5 separate regions of the Mus musculus genome follow, and regions 2, 3, 4 and 5 are each linked to region 1. The links are chromatin contacts, called in public Hi-C, HiCAR-type, HiChIP or PLAC-seq and promoter capture Hi-C maps. All regions are on one chromosome and are shown on one strand. The core of a region is the stretch at or near the end of the contact, and the rest is flanking DNA. Distances in the headings are between cores, read along the strand shown.

Region 1 (2,700 bases), core at 3-2,502:
TACTTCTGCAGCTCTGTCGTGTTTTACTTAGTTGTACTTCCTCATTGCCCCGCTGTAGTCTTTTGTCCCGGGACACATATTCTTGGATTTGAATGCCGTCTAAACTCAACCCTCTGAACCTGCTGTGCACTCCTAAGCATGTTCTCCCTAACACTCTGGGTTTTCTCAATTTCTCTGACCTCCGTGTCTAGCTTAAAAGGCATAACTTAGGCAGAGGCAGGCGGATTTCTGAGTTCGAGACCAGCCAGAGCTATACAGAGAACCCCTGTCTTGAAAAACCAAAAAAAAAAAAAAAAAAAAAAAAGGCAAAACTTTTCCCCAGTCTCCTCTCCCCAGTGGATGTCAACATTTTCAGCTTGTCTGTCCTGTGGGTTTTTTACCTCAAACTTTTAATATAATTGTCCTCAAGCTTCCTTCCGAATCAGTTTTAAATTATTTCACTAATGAGACTAAGAATTCAAAGACCTCAGTGTCCACAGTAACTCCTGCTTACTCCTGCTTCTGCTAGAATGCTCCTTCCGACTTGCAGGACTCGCTCAAACAGCATCTTCTCCCCAACCCCTCTCCACACACATCAGTTATAACTTCCAACTCTTTACTTTTTAAACTAAATCAACTATGAACCCACTATAAGACGCTGCAAAGTAGCAAAGATTCGTCTGTTTGTCCTCTGCTGCGTGTCCAAGGTCTAGGAGTCGGCAAGCATCAGGTCACGTGTTTAAAAACCATTTGAAAAGTTATTCACTTAACCAAGGCTCGATGGGCACCTCTTCTTGTGCAAGTTTGTTATATCACATTGTCTCCGCCTTTATAAAGCACTGATGGAACACAAGACTGCGTTAGGGGTGCAGGACCGACAAGTATGGGCAATGTCAAAGAATATGCCAGAAGTTCAGAAGAAAAGGCCTAGATATGGACTTGGTCCAGCGGGCCACCATTGCGCTGTGCACCGGGGATTCTTCCCTGGATTTTCCGAAAGGGGTCGGGGCATCCCATTTTCTAGTCGGATAATTTACTCAACCAGCGATGCAACTTCCGGCCTCTTTCCAATCCGCATGAGAGTTAAAGGGAAAGAATCATACTGATTTCTGCTCTCCTCCCGCAGCACCCCATTTCACGCGTTCTCAGTGCCTGCTAGCTCCTGCCCAACTGCCCTGACGGAGAATGTCCCGTCCGTCCCTTCCCCCACGGAAAAAAAAAAAAAAACGAAACGCGTCCCACCTGCTCCCAACGTGCCCCGCGGCTCCTCCCCGCGCGTGCGCAATAAACTCCCTCTTGGGTCCGGGAAGGGTTGGAGCGCTCCGCTAGGATGGACACGCCCCCGAAAGCAGATCCGACTTCTGATTGGCTGCTGCCGCTCGCCCGAGCTCAGTTGGAACGCCGGGGTTGTGCTTTTAAAGGCGCTAGCTGGTGCGCTCTGTGACTTGATTGCTGCTGCTTCTGAGCTTGCTCCCGCGCTTTCGGCATCCGTATCACCTCACCAGTATGTCTCAGGTACTGCGTGTGCCCCGCCGGGCTGCGAAGATGCTGTGGGTTTGGGGACAGCCGGGTCTATTTCCTCAGATATCCCGCAGCTCTTCTGGGATCCGAGCCCAGCTCATAGCCTGGGGAGCGGAACTTTTTCCCTTGCAGATATGTAAAACTGCCACCCACGCCGGAACTGCCAGAGAGTTGCCGGTGGGCTGAACTCCTGGGTGAAGCAGGAACAGGGTCCTCGAAAGAAAGATGGGGCGTAAGAGGGAAGGAAGGACAGGGAAGATTGAATCCCACACTGGGAAGAACCGAATGGAATAGAGGGGCACTCATACAGGCCCTGGCTGAAGAGCCTGGAGGTCGGGGAAGGTATTTAGTCTTGTGCCTGGCCTGCCCCTGTACAGAAGAGATGTGAGTAGGTGAGGTGGTCCAGAAGCCTTTTCCTTCCCTCCAGTGGAGACCACTACCGAGGACTGAGCCCTGTAGGGCGATCTCTGACTCCTCCCACTTGCCTCTCCCTAATCTGGGCACTGGGACAGAGGTCAACGCTGAACTCCAGGCCCCTGTAGGAAGGGACCAGCTGGCTCCAGACACTGGATTCCACCGCATTCCTCTCCTGAACTCTGATCGACTGTTTTGATCACACCACGTTTCCCCTTACTGCCCAGTCAATCTCCGCTGATCATAGGTCGGGCTTTACTGGAACCCCAGCAATTGTTGGATCTGGGCCAGTGGTGGCCCAGGCAGTTAGTTGGGCAAGAAAATTTTCAAGGGCGTGCACTTCCACTGTGAGCCAAAACTATTCCCAGCACTTGACACAGTGCTGTAACTGCTTGAGTGGACAGGTGGGCCTTAGGGAATCCTGGCAAGAAGAGGGAATATGGGAGGCATCCCTGGGCCTCTCCCACTCAGGCAACCTACATCTCGTTCCTCTCCCTCTCCCTCACTCTTAGGCTGAATTTGACAAAGCCGCTGAGGAGGTGAAGCGCCTCAAGACTCAGCCAACTGATGAAGAGATGCTGTTCATCTACAGTCACTTCAAACAAGCTACTGTGGGCGATGTAAATACAGGTATGCCCAGCTTCTCATCAGAGCGGGCCAAGTTGGCTCGGCAGCCCGGGAGTCTGAGAACTTCGCCTTCCGACTGCCAGAGGCAGGCTGTGATGACAGAACATTGGTATGGAGACCTTAAGCTGAGAGATTGTCACCTGCAAAGACCATCTCCCT
Region 2 (2,700 bases), core at 151-2,650, 1.4 Mb before region 1:
GGTGTGCCCTCCTTTTCTGGATTGTAGTTCATTCCAGAGGTAGTCAATTTGACAACAAGAATAGCCATCACAGATGTCAGTCACTATCCATCTTGAGACATGGTTTCTCCTAGACCTGGTCTTACAGGGATGCTGGCCTCTGAGCACCAGTACAACTGGCTTTCTTCCTATGAGAGGTAGATGGAACTCAGGGCTTGTATTTGCAAGGCAATCACTTTATAGACTAAGGCATCTCCTCAGCCCCAATTATAATACTTCTATAGACTTAGGAGTAATGTGTAGCTCCATTGAATGGTGACTGACATGAAAGAGGCCCTGGGTTCAATACCCAGAACTGCAATACTGAATTAAAGACTCTATCTGCATGCCCATCCCGGGACTGACTGACTGCTGACTCTCTCTCTCTCTCTCTCTCTCTCTCTCTCTCTCTCTCTCTCTCTCTCTCTGTCACACACACACACACACACACACACACACACACACACACACACACACACACACACACAATCTATGCACAATGGAGGCTGAAGGAAGACATCACCCAAATGTCCATCCTGAAACCAGGATCTTTCTCAGGCAGCGCACGAACTTCCCTGTCGGTATGTTTTCTGTAACTGTGTTTCTGTCTTCGTGGAAGTTGTGTAAAAATTCAGTGTTTTACCTATGTCATTCACCATACATCTACCGCAAACTAGCACAAAAGTGAAAGAAAGAAAGAAAAAGAAAGAAAGAAAGAGACGAGAAGAGAAGAGAAGAGAAGAGAAGAGAAGAGAAGAGAAGAGAAAAAAAGAAAAGAAAAGAAAAGAGAAAAAAAGAAAAGAAAAGAAAAGAAAAGAAAAGAAAAGAAAAGAAAAGAAAAGAAAAGAAAAGAAAAGAAAAGAAGAGTGCAACGCCCTGAAAAATTGAGGGAAAACTATACGGTGAGAAAAGACGTTTGTGTGATACAGGGTCCAAATTGAAGTGGGTTTGTTGTTGGGTTTTTGTTTTTGTTTCTTTAGTCTTTTTGTTTTGTTTGGAAGGCACTGGGGTGGAGGGGTGGAGTGCTGCCCTGTGGACCAGGCTGGTCTCAGCTCAGAGATCCACTTGCTCTTGCCTCCCTCACGCTGAGACTAAAGGTGAACACCACCATCCCCGTCTCCCAAGAAGGTTTTAAGACTTAAACCTCTTCTGACAGGATACTGGCACCTCTCTAGCAGTGAAGGGAAAGAGACTCTTCTGAGCCACAAGGAATTCCGTCTTCCAATCGGCTTTTTTATTGTGCAGTCTTGGTTTGTAAAACTCTGGGGCCATTAGCAAGGCGAACGGGTTCACAACGAGTCGTCCTCCAGTCGCCAGGGGGCGCTGCAGGAAATTCGGTCTCCAAAGGGAACCCAGCTCTCACCAGGAACTGTTTCCGCCCGAAGCATTTCCGCCCCGCGGGTCCGCAGGCTCCAGCGGTACACTTCCGACTTGCAATTGCGCACGTGCATCTGTCTCGGTGCAGACGGCTGGGCGGCCTGGCAAGATGTCGCAGTTACAGATGAAACTCCTGCGCAGGAAGATCGAGAAGCGGAATGCCAAGCTGCGGCAGCGAAACCTGAAGCTGCAAGGTGAGCTGTGCTGAACCCCGCACTGGCGAACGACGTGGGGAACCCAGGAACTCGGCGGTGCGCTGGGCAGCTTCCGGCGGGAGCCGGGGATGCGCGGCACGAGCAGGCCGCCTGGGTCCCAGCCCCCGTGGACCCTTCATTGGTTCTGCCCTTTGCCGGCGTGGCTTTCTCGACTCAGGGTGAAAGCGGGAGGCCTCGGACTTTCTTCCCCAACTTTCTATTGGCAAGAAAACCTGCAGATTACCCTAGACCCCCCCATCAGCATCTTTAGTCCCCACGTAGAACTTTGTATCCATTACGGTTCCCGACTTTCACTTAATTGCTCGATCTCATCCCCTGCCCAAACTTACGAATTGTTTTCCTCGGAGCTTTCCCAGTGATACAGCTCTCTCCCCCAAACCCGTTCTTTTCATTCCTGCAGCGATCCTCTTCATATGTTAGGCAGAACCCTCCCAGTGTTTTTTGTCGCGCACAACTTAGTGAATTCCTTAACGTCTTGGTTTTGGCACAAGGGCTTAAATGAAAAATTTACACATGTCACTTTCTTGTTGCAGTTTCTGTAGCTTGTTTAGGTTACCTACCTGTAGGGGTTCTTAGCCTTTGTAATGCTGTACCCCTTTAATACAGTTCCTCATATTGTGTTGACACACACACACCATAAAATAACCTCGTTGCTACTTCATGGCTGTAATTTTGCTATTATGAATCGTAATGTAAATATCTGGTATGAGACAACTGTAGTGGGGGTTGGGGGGTCGAGAGATCAGTATGTTGAGGATCGCTGAATAATTGTCTAGACCCACGCAATTTTCAACAGATAGTATTTGAAAGACATCCCAGAGGGGATGGTGGATTTTAGGCAAAAGTATTGATGTTCCTTCACTTAGTACCTGTAGAATAATTAATGCTACTTAGTAGCTACTTCTTGGTGTGGGTAATGATGTAAATTAAAGATGGTGTTGCCTTCATTCTCTTTGTATGAAAATGGAAAACTTGTGAGGATAGTTTGGGGCTTTAATAGGGTTTTAATGAGTGGTTTTCGTTTACTGAATTTTCAGTTCACCAAAGTCTAGGAAAGTTGGGTTTGAATGAAGTGAAATTATATAAGTAA
Region 3 (2,700 bases), core at 83-2,582, 1.2 Mb before region 1:
ATATTTGTTATATTCCTTATATTTGTTATATTGACATTGTTATGTTTGTTCCCATCTGCTGCAGAAGAAAGCTTCTCTGGTGATGACTGAGTGCAATTGTGCTTTTAATCTGAGGCAAATCTGCTGGTGTTCTCAACAGAGCAGCCGTAGGCATGTTCCTGCTGGCGATTTAGATGGGATCTTTTCCCTACTTGTTGTTTTTGGACTTTGTGTTCTATCCCCAAGGGATATTTACACTACATTTGGCATAAAATTCATACTACAGCTTTATGTTTTATAGTATGAAAAAGAAAGCTTTGGAGATTATTATGATGTAGTTATTTCTTTTGAGCATCACATGGTTATAGTCCTCATAGAGACAAGATTGCTATAGGAACTACAGGGGACCTTGCTCTGCTTCCAGTCTAGACAGGGGAATAAGAAAGACAATAAACATGCAGATAGCTAGAGCATAGTCATGTGCTGAGACTAGCAACATTCACTCATGGTTCATAGGTGGAGGAGAGAGGGTTCCTAGACTTTCATCCAAGATCCTACCCACCACCCTCACCTGTCACCTGGTCTGGGAGAAGCAATAGAGTATATAGGAAGTAAAAGGGAGATGGGGAGAGGAACTCCAGAGATGCTATTGCCATGCGTCATCCCTCCTGCTCCTGTCAGCAGCCTCTGACTCACGGATTCACCAGGAGTGAGCTCATTGGCTCATCAGGCTGGGCTGATACGAAATTGTGTCTGTGGTCTGTTATTCCCCTGCCAGGGGTGAATGTCCCTCACGGAGATTCTTAGCATTAAGAACATCACTAAGAGTACAGACAGCTTTGCACACAAGTCAATAGTGTGTGCGTATGACTGTGTGTGTGTGTGAGTGTGTGAGTGTGTGCATGTGTGTGTGTGTGAGTGTGTGTGAGAGTGAGTGTGTGTGTGTGTGTATGAGTGTGTGTGTGTGCATGTGTGTGAGTCTGAGTCTTAAGGTGGAAGTTTATAAGCCAAGCCTTCCTGATGGTTTTCTCTGCCTGGGTCTTGCATGTGGATGGATACACACTCCCTCAGCTTCATTCTCTGGCTATTTACTGCCTCTACCTCCATTATGGACTCTCCCAATGGGACTGTAAGCCAAAATACGCACTTTTTTACTCCTATAAAGTTACTCTGATCATGGAATTTTATTGCAGTGACAAAAAAAAAAAAAAAAAAAAAGACTGCAGAGCCCTTTCCTGCTATGGCGCCATGCCTTGCCCTGTTGCACTTACTAGACCAGCTTGCTTATATGGTTTCCGAGATAAAGAAAGTTCACCCCAGCTGGTTTTGCAGAACTCCCAACACTCCTGTATCATGGAGGCCGAACCATGACAATGCCTGGCAGAGTCCAAAGACGATGAGTGTTGGTAGCTTCCTCGCATCTGATTTCTAAGTCTGTAAATTCACATCTGAGATAAAAGAAATGCAAGGGCCTAACTCCCGAGCTCTGGGTTTGCTTTCCTCTAGGGTGTGGCTCCAATGCCAGAAGCTGAAGGGCTGAGGAGACTGCTCATCCAGTAGAGGTGCTGGCTGCCGGGCCGGTGGACCGAGCTTGATCCTTGGGACCTAGATGGTAAGTGAGAGCACTGACTCTGACATAATGTCGTTGGACGGTCACACACAGTATGGAACCTCTGCATTCCCCTACAATGAAATCAGTAAATGTTAACTGTTCTTCAGACGTAAGAAGACGAGCCTTAGACGTGATATTTTCATCAGCACGATCTAACGCGAACGATTGAAGGCTGAGACTTGTGCTGGTCATTCTGCTCGCCTCTGCAGCCACACCCAACCAGAAGCAACTCCGAGGAGCAGTGGCAGCAGAAGGGGTGGCAGGGGCAGCAGGGGCAGCAGGGGCAGGAGGGGAAGATGGAGGGGCAGCAAGGGCGGGAGGGGCAGGAGTAGCAGGAGTGGCAGCAGGGGCAGGAGGGGCAGCAAGGGCAGGAGGATCAGGAGGTGCAGGAGGGGCAGGAGGGGCATCAGGGGCTGGAGGGGCAGCAAGGGCAGGAGGGGCAGAAGGGGCAGCAGGGGTGGGAGGGGCATCAGGGGCATCAGGGGCAACAGGGGCAGCAGGAGGGGCAACAAGGGCGGGAGGGGCAGCAGGGGCAGGAGGGGCAGGAGGGGCAGGAGGGGCAGCAGGTGCGGGAGGGACGGGAGGGACAGCAAGGGCAGCAAGGGCGGGAGGGGCAGGAGGGGCAGCAGGGGCAGCAGTTGCGGGAGGGGCAGCAGGGGCAGGAGGGGCAGGAGGGGCAGCAAGGGCAGCAAGGGCGGGAGGGGCAGGAGGGGCAGCAGGGGCAGGAGGGACAGGAGGGGCAGCTGGGGCAGGAGGGACAGGAGGGGCAGCAGGGGCAGGAGGGACAGGAGGGGCAGCTGGGGCAGCAGGGGCAGGAGGGGCAGCAAGGGCAGCAAGGGCGGGAGGGGCAGGAGGGGCAGGAGGGACAGCAGGGGCGGGAGGGGCAGCAGGGGGGCAGCAGGGGCAGGAGGGGCAACAAGGGCGGGAGGGGCAGCAGGGGCAGGAGGGGCAGGAGGGGCAGGAGGGGCAGCAGGTGCGGGAGGGACGGGAGGGACAGCAAGGGCAGCAAGGGCGGGAGGGGCAGGAGGGGCAGCAGGGGCAGCAGTTGCGGGAGGGGCAGCAGGGGCAGGAGGGGCAGGAGGGGCAGCAAGGGCAGCAAGGGCGGGAGG
Region 4 (2,700 bases), core at 128-2,627, 1.7 Mb after region 1:
TTAAGCAACAGACCAGCATGCTTCAGTGGCATTGGGTACATTTTACTTATAGCATACAAAAGACACACAGCACACCCACACACTGAAGCATGGGCCAGCCCACCCATGTCTATTCCAACCCCGTTAGGCCTCTGGTGAGAATCCATGAGTCCTGAGCTAATGTAGGGGGGAAATGGAAAATGGTTCAAACATCAGATTCCTAACAGTAAGTTTCAGGATCCCACCATCCTTCTCAGTGAGCGCACTGACTGCAAAGCTACAGAAAAAGAAAAGGACAGACAGACACTGGTAATGAACACTAGTGGAGAATTCCAGCTGACACTGTGGCTCAGTGGTTATTGCTTGCTGGCATACAGAGGACATAGATTCTATTCACCCACTGCGCACACAAAAGGGAATCAAGAAAAGAGAATAGAGAAATTTGCTACTGAAACAGTTGTATAAACAGAATTGCTTAGTGTTTACATCGCCACCATGAAACACACTGATTTAGAGACATCTAAACGGTGGAAAAATCCAACTGGCTCCTTTTTTGTAGGACTTTTCAAAGAAAACTGAGTCTCCGAGGAGGTTGAGAGGACAATGCGTACTGGCTGGCATCAAGCTGATGTCTAAACTGGCATAAAAATCCTCAATTGGCAATATTATAATAATTCGGGTTTAGAGGGGAAGGTACCAGTTTAGGGGCGGTGAGGCCACGATGTGGGGTGAGTCCAGGGTGGGACGGAAGGATGAGAGCCTGCTATGCTAGCTAAGGCTCACCTGTGCCGATTTGCGCCTTGAACCGGTCCTGCAGCCTAGTCACCAGTGCCGACAGGATGTCCATGCCCAAGAGAACCACCTGCAACGCAAAGAAGCACAGCGTCAGCGGTGCAGTGGGATGGCGCTGACATAGCTGGTCCCCGCGGGCGCCCAGCGACTGGGAAGACTGAGCTGGCTGGTCAGGAAAGGGTACTCGGCACGGAAAAACCCGCTACCGTTTGGAAGAAAAACTCGCCGAAGCGGAACTCCACTGAAGCAGCACGACCTAGAGGAGCCTACTGCGGCCCCGCCCTCTCCTTGAGTTGCGTATGCAAATTTACCAGGTCGCACCCTCCCCCCAAATTGCTAACTCTAAGCCTCCCTCCGGCCCCGCCCAGAAAGGCGTGTATGCAAATTTTCAGACTTGTGACGCGCGGCCTTCTGGGTAAAGACAAGCAGGCTTCAGAAAGCCCCTTGGGAGTTTCAGAAAAACAGAAAGGGTATTCGACGTGGGAAGCAGCAGTCGAAGAAAATACTGTACACCGGGCAGGTTGGGGTAGGCCTCCTGCGGTGGTCACCGCAACCAAACCCGGACTTAGAGCTTTCTGGCTGCCGGGCGCGCGTGGTTGCAAGCAACCATCCTTTTCTTGGGGTTGCGCTACTGTCCAATGAACGCGTAGTGAGGGCAGTACTGCTAACGCCTGACAACACACCTGCATCGGTTAGAGCTCTGCTTTACCTTGGTGCAATTTTTGGAAAAAACCACAAAACCTCTCTTCCTTACCTAAACATTTAAAGATTAAAGTAGCCGCGTGTGTACTGTTGCCCTCCTCGCAGTTCCTTTATTGTATGCTAGAGGGCAGCCGGACAGTAATTACTGGAGACCAGCTTTCTCACCGCTGCCCTAAGACTGTGATACACTAAGAAGCGCTCCCTTTGGAAAATGTTGTAATACAGATAAAGGGTTCCGTATTTGGGTTTTCATCCAGCTTACAAGTAAATCTATATACTAATTCAAACACCAAGCCAGCACTGGGAGGAATTAGATACTTGAAAGTGTATAATTCTTTTGAGGCGCAGAGTCTATGTAGCCCTTAGCATGTAGCCCCTGCTGGCCTCAAACTTGTAGCTCCCGACTGCTAAAATTAAAGGCATGTACCACTTCCCGGGGCCCTTTTTTCTCCCAACTTTTAAAATAGTTCTATTTATGAGCATTTTCTTTAAAACAAAGCAAAAAAAAAAAAAAAAAAAAAACCAAAAAAACAAAAACAAACAAAGGTCTTACTTTTGAGCCACAGGATTTAAGTTTCCTTAGTTTGGCTTCCTTCCAAAGAGCACAGTAGGAATGGGAGGTAATTTTACAGTACAGAAACCTGACAAACTATTACCTCAGCCAGGTGACCAAGGTCAGCTTAAACAATGCTAAGTCATGCTGGTGATGTAAGCTTGGTATAATATAATGCACACTTCACCTCTGTCACAGTCTCTTTAAAGCCCACAAGCTGTGAGTAATCTCAAGGAAAATATGAGGGAAACTCAAACACCTGCCCAGTGCGTCGCTGTCAGGGCCAAAACCAAGGATACCGAGAAACTGCCACAGTGAAGACAAATTTTTTATAGTTTCTTAATTTGCCTGGGAAAAGGAAAATGACTTTTTCCAGATATTGTTTTGTTTTGTTTTGAAAGAACCAAATAATAAACAAACCAACTTAAGAGCCAAAGAATGGGCTCCATTGAAAGTTCAGTGTACATAGAGCAAGAGAAATTAAACAGGAAAGCTCCAAGTGCAGCCCAAGGAAGCAAAGGGTTAGAGACCCCCAAAGCGCAGGTGCACAGCAGAGACAGATGCTCTGACAGACAGAGCAGTGGTAAAAAGCAACAGCTGACAATCACTATAGGCTACTACAAAGGAAAAGGGAGGGAGGGAGGGAGGGAGAGAGCAAGGGAGGCAGGGAGTGA
Region 5 (2,700 bases), core at 9-2,508, 1.7 Mb after region 1:
ACACTCATCCAAGCAACTCATAAAATGGAAAGCAAGATTCAATCCGCTCCATTGTATCCAACCAGACCAACGTGCAAGATCACACACTCATCTTCGTCAGAGCGGCTCTGCCAATACCGAAGAACAACAAAGGCAAGTTGGAGAGGCTGCACAGGCTTAACTCAGCGCTTGTCCGCTCTTCCCTGCTTCGCAAAGATCCTATATGAGGGGCCCTCCTGGGACAAGGGGACCTTCCGCACCCCGCTGGGCCCCGGCTGCTCCGCTTTTGTCTGGCCCAGGCTGGGGGCACCGGCCGCCCGGCCTGCCTCCCCGACAACCCCTTCTTCCCTCTGAATCTTTCTCCACACCCATCACTCGCCGATGATTAGTTGTAGTGAGGTTTTCTCTCCTGGAGCCCCTTCCCGCTCAGTGTAATCTCGGTTCCTTTCAAAGAGATCCCGGGGCTGCTTTGGCGTCTCCCAAGCCGGCCAGGGGAGACTCCGGGTCAGGAAGGGGCCCCGGGGTGGGGTCTGAAAGAGACAGTCACACAAAGCCAGGCTTGACCCCACAGTCGCCCCACCTCCCCTCTGCAAAGCAGCCTACAATCAGAACTGAAGCCGGAGGCCGCGCGTCCTGGGTCCTCACCCAGATCCCATCCCAGGGCCGCCCCCTCCCCCAAAAGTGCACCCCAGAGCGGCTGACAGCACTGGACACCGTCCCCACCCGGACCCTGCGCCCGCCGCCGCTCGGAAAAGAAGCAGGGCCCTCCAGTGGACTCCATTCTGAGCATTCTTCGTCTTAAACCCGGTACTTACAGTTCTATTATTCACTACTGTTGCGGCTGCGGACCGGACAGCCACCGCCTTCTCCTCCACCCCAATGAGGTTAAGCGCTTGGTGCGGGGATTAAAAAAAAAAAAAAAAAAAATGAAAAACCAAAATGCGCCTGCGCAGAGAGGTCTCCCTGTGTCCTCTTACCGCCACCGGCCGGGCTGAACCATAGAGACTGTAATCTCAGCCCAGAGAGGTGGCTTCCTCTCTATGGTAACGCCCAGCGCTGGGGCCCGCATGAAGTTTCAGGTCCCGCCGCCTTTGCCTTTGACCCGAATGGCGACCCGTAGCATAAAGGTGCTTTAATAAAAAAAGGTGACCAAGGAGAATTTAAGGAATGTTTAGAGCCTTTAAAGGAGAGGAAGCAAAACTCGAGCAAGACTAGGAGAAGGCTGTGCGATAAAAGAGCTAGAGAGGAGTCAGGAGCGCTTCCAGCCGGAACTTCCTTTGATTGTCGAGGTGTTTGATACTTGAATTAAACAATCTTTCACTTCTGGGTTACGGGTGCCCGCTATTTACCGGGCGACTTCAGTGAAAGAAATTGGCCCCCGCGACTTCCCGTAGCTGACAGCGCGTTGGGCTTGTCCTGAATATGCGTACAAGCGCTGCTACCGGAAGCCCAGGTTTTAAACCGTTCTTCGCGCTTTAGCGAGCCAGGGCGCGAGGTGGAGGCTGCTGAGATTGGTGTGAGAGTGTGCCAGTTTCTTTTCTAAGTTCCTTCACAACAACGTCGCCTCGCGTCCCGCGTGGCCTTCAGGTTATATCTGAGGTTTTTGGGCTATGCAGATTGCAGCGCTACTTTCAAGGAGCCTAAGGACGCCCTGTTTTGTCCTTCTACGCCCGTGTGCTACCCAACAGTTTGGATTTGAGAGCTTTTGTGTTGCAGTTGTACACTGGTGAAAATCACTTTTAAAGTGTCGGATTGGCTTCCTCTGTCAAGACTGGGTGTTTATGGGGACTCTTTTGTGCGGGAATGTGTATGTATTGGGAGATGTGTGATAACGCCGTCAGATCTTCCGGACTTGGAAAGGCAAGCCAAAACAATAAAGCCAATCACAGACCTGTGTGGTGCAGAAAAGGTATAGGATTCACATGCAGGACGGGACTCGTGATTGAATATAGAAAAAGTAACATCTTTAAGATGTAAATGCAAGCAAGTTTACTAACCGTGGGTGGAAAACCCTGAAGCGCGTTCTAGAAAGAAATACCGCCGGGTCAAGGGCCGAGCGGAAGTGGGTGGTATGCTGGGAGAACAATGTGTGGAGAGTAGTCAACTGGAAAGGAAAAGAGAAACCCAAGAAAAGTTTGATAAGTTCAATGGGAAGGAATTTGTGCATATTAACAAAAGAAACGTTGTAGCTGGTTTTTATTGTACAGTTCAGTGCACTTACATTGTTAAGTAGCCACTCTTCTGCTTTCTTTTTGTCATACAAAAAATGCACCTGTTAATTTGTAATTCCTCTTTACCTTTAGCTCTGATTACCACCATTCTGCTTTCTATGGATTAAAATACTGAGAGTATTTTGAAAGTGGAGTCATATAGTCTTGGTCTTTTTATTTTTTTTAAGATTTATTTATTCATTATATGTAAGTACACTGTAGCTGTCTCAGACACACCAAAATAGGGCATCAGGTCTCATTATGGATGGTTGTGAGCCACCATGTGGTTGCTAGGAATTGAACTCAGGACCTCTGGAAGAGCAGTCAGTGCTCTTAACCGCTGAACCATCTCTCCAGCCCAGTCTTGGTGTTTTTATAACTGGTTCATTTCACATAGTCTAATAGACTCCAGAGCTGTCAGTGCATGTTGTAGCATGTGTCCAGAGTGCCCTCTTTAAAGCTGAATAATGTGTCAGTACATGCATTCACCACCCTGGCTACTTTCGTCATT

Evidence for each region. Promoter capture Hi-C pulls out the DNA fragments that hold promoters and counts their contacts. A called contact is a pair of places that touch in the nucleus more often than the background predicts. HiCAR-type assays count read pairs that join an accessible place to other places. HiChIP or PLAC-seq counts read pairs in DNA pulled down with a chosen protein or histone mark.
Region 2: a promoter capture Hi-C map of pre-B cells shows a contact between it and region 1. The contact joins the promoter of Ddx18 here to the promoter of 3110009E18Rik in region 1. A contact is called at or near these places in 4 of 39 promoter capture datasets (the C10 cell line, hippocampal neurons, liver and 1 more), 1 of 484 Hi-C or Micro-C datasets (CD4 T cells), 3 of 115 datasets of contacts at active chromatin or transcription factors (astrocytes, large pre-B cells and pro-B cells) and 3 of 9 other capture datasets (adipose tissue, liver and macrophages).
Region 3: a contact with region 1 is called in a Hi-C map of cortical neurons. The contact joins the promoter of 2210011K15Rik here to the promoter of 3110009E18Rik in region 1. A contact is called at or near these places in 3 of 39 promoter capture datasets (the 3T3-L1 cell line and hippocampal neurons) and 1 of 484 Hi-C or Micro-C datasets (cortical neurons).
Region 4: an H3K4me3 HiChIP or PLAC-seq map of pro-B cells shows a contact between it and region 1, with 8 times the contacts expected there. The contact joins the promoter of 2900060B14Rik here to the promoter of 3110009E18Rik in region 1. A contact is called at or near these places in 2 of 39 promoter capture datasets (liver and pre-B cells), 2 of 115 datasets of contacts at active chromatin or transcription factors (large pre-B cells and pro-B cells) and 1 of 9 other capture datasets (liver).
Region 5: a HiCAR-type map of astrocytes shows a contact between it and region 1, with 4 times the contacts expected there. The contact joins the promoter of Clasp1 here to the promoter of 3110009E18Rik in region 1. A contact is called at or near these places in 1 of 115 datasets of contacts at active chromatin or transcription factors (astrocytes) and 2 of 9 other capture datasets (adipose tissue and liver).

The regions. Positions count from the first base shown.
Region 1 is chr1:120,119,739-120,122,438 of GRCm38.p6, reverse strand. It overlaps 3110009E18Rik (RIKEN cDNA 3110009E18 gene), which reads right to left and starts at 1,252. Exons shown (of 6, transcript NM_028439.2): 1 at 1,222-1,252. Dbi (diazepam binding inhibitor) reads left to right here and starts at 1,343. Exons shown (of 4, transcript NM_007830.4): 1 at 1,343-1,494; 2 at 2,427-2,544. The coding sequence starts at 1,486.
Region 2 is chr1:121,566,680-121,569,379 of GRCm38.p6, reverse strand. It overlaps Ddx18 (DEAD box helicase 18), which reads left to right and starts at 1,400. Exons shown (of 13, transcript NM_025860.3): 1 at 1,400-1,589. The coding sequence starts at 1,505.
Region 3 is chr1:121,358,703-121,361,402 of GRCm38.p6, reverse strand. 2210011K15Rik (a long non-coding RNA gene) reads left to right here and starts at 1,332. Exons shown (of 3, transcript XR_003947976.1): 1 at 1,332-1,381; 2 at 1,486-1,591.
Region 4 is chr1:118,457,942-118,460,641 of GRCm38.p6, reverse strand. It overlaps 2900060B14Rik (RIKEN cDNA 2900060B14 gene), which reads left to right and starts at 1,377. Exons shown (of 1, transcript NR_027901.1): 1 at 1,377-1,973. It overlaps Clasp1 (CLIP associating protein 1), which reads right to left. Exons shown (of 43, transcript NM_001359328.1): 3 at 763-841.
Region 5 is chr1:118,387,616-118,390,315 of GRCm38.p6, reverse strand. Clasp1 (CLIP associating protein 1) reads right to left here and starts at 1,258. Exons shown (of 43, transcript NM_001359328.1): 1 at 795-1,258.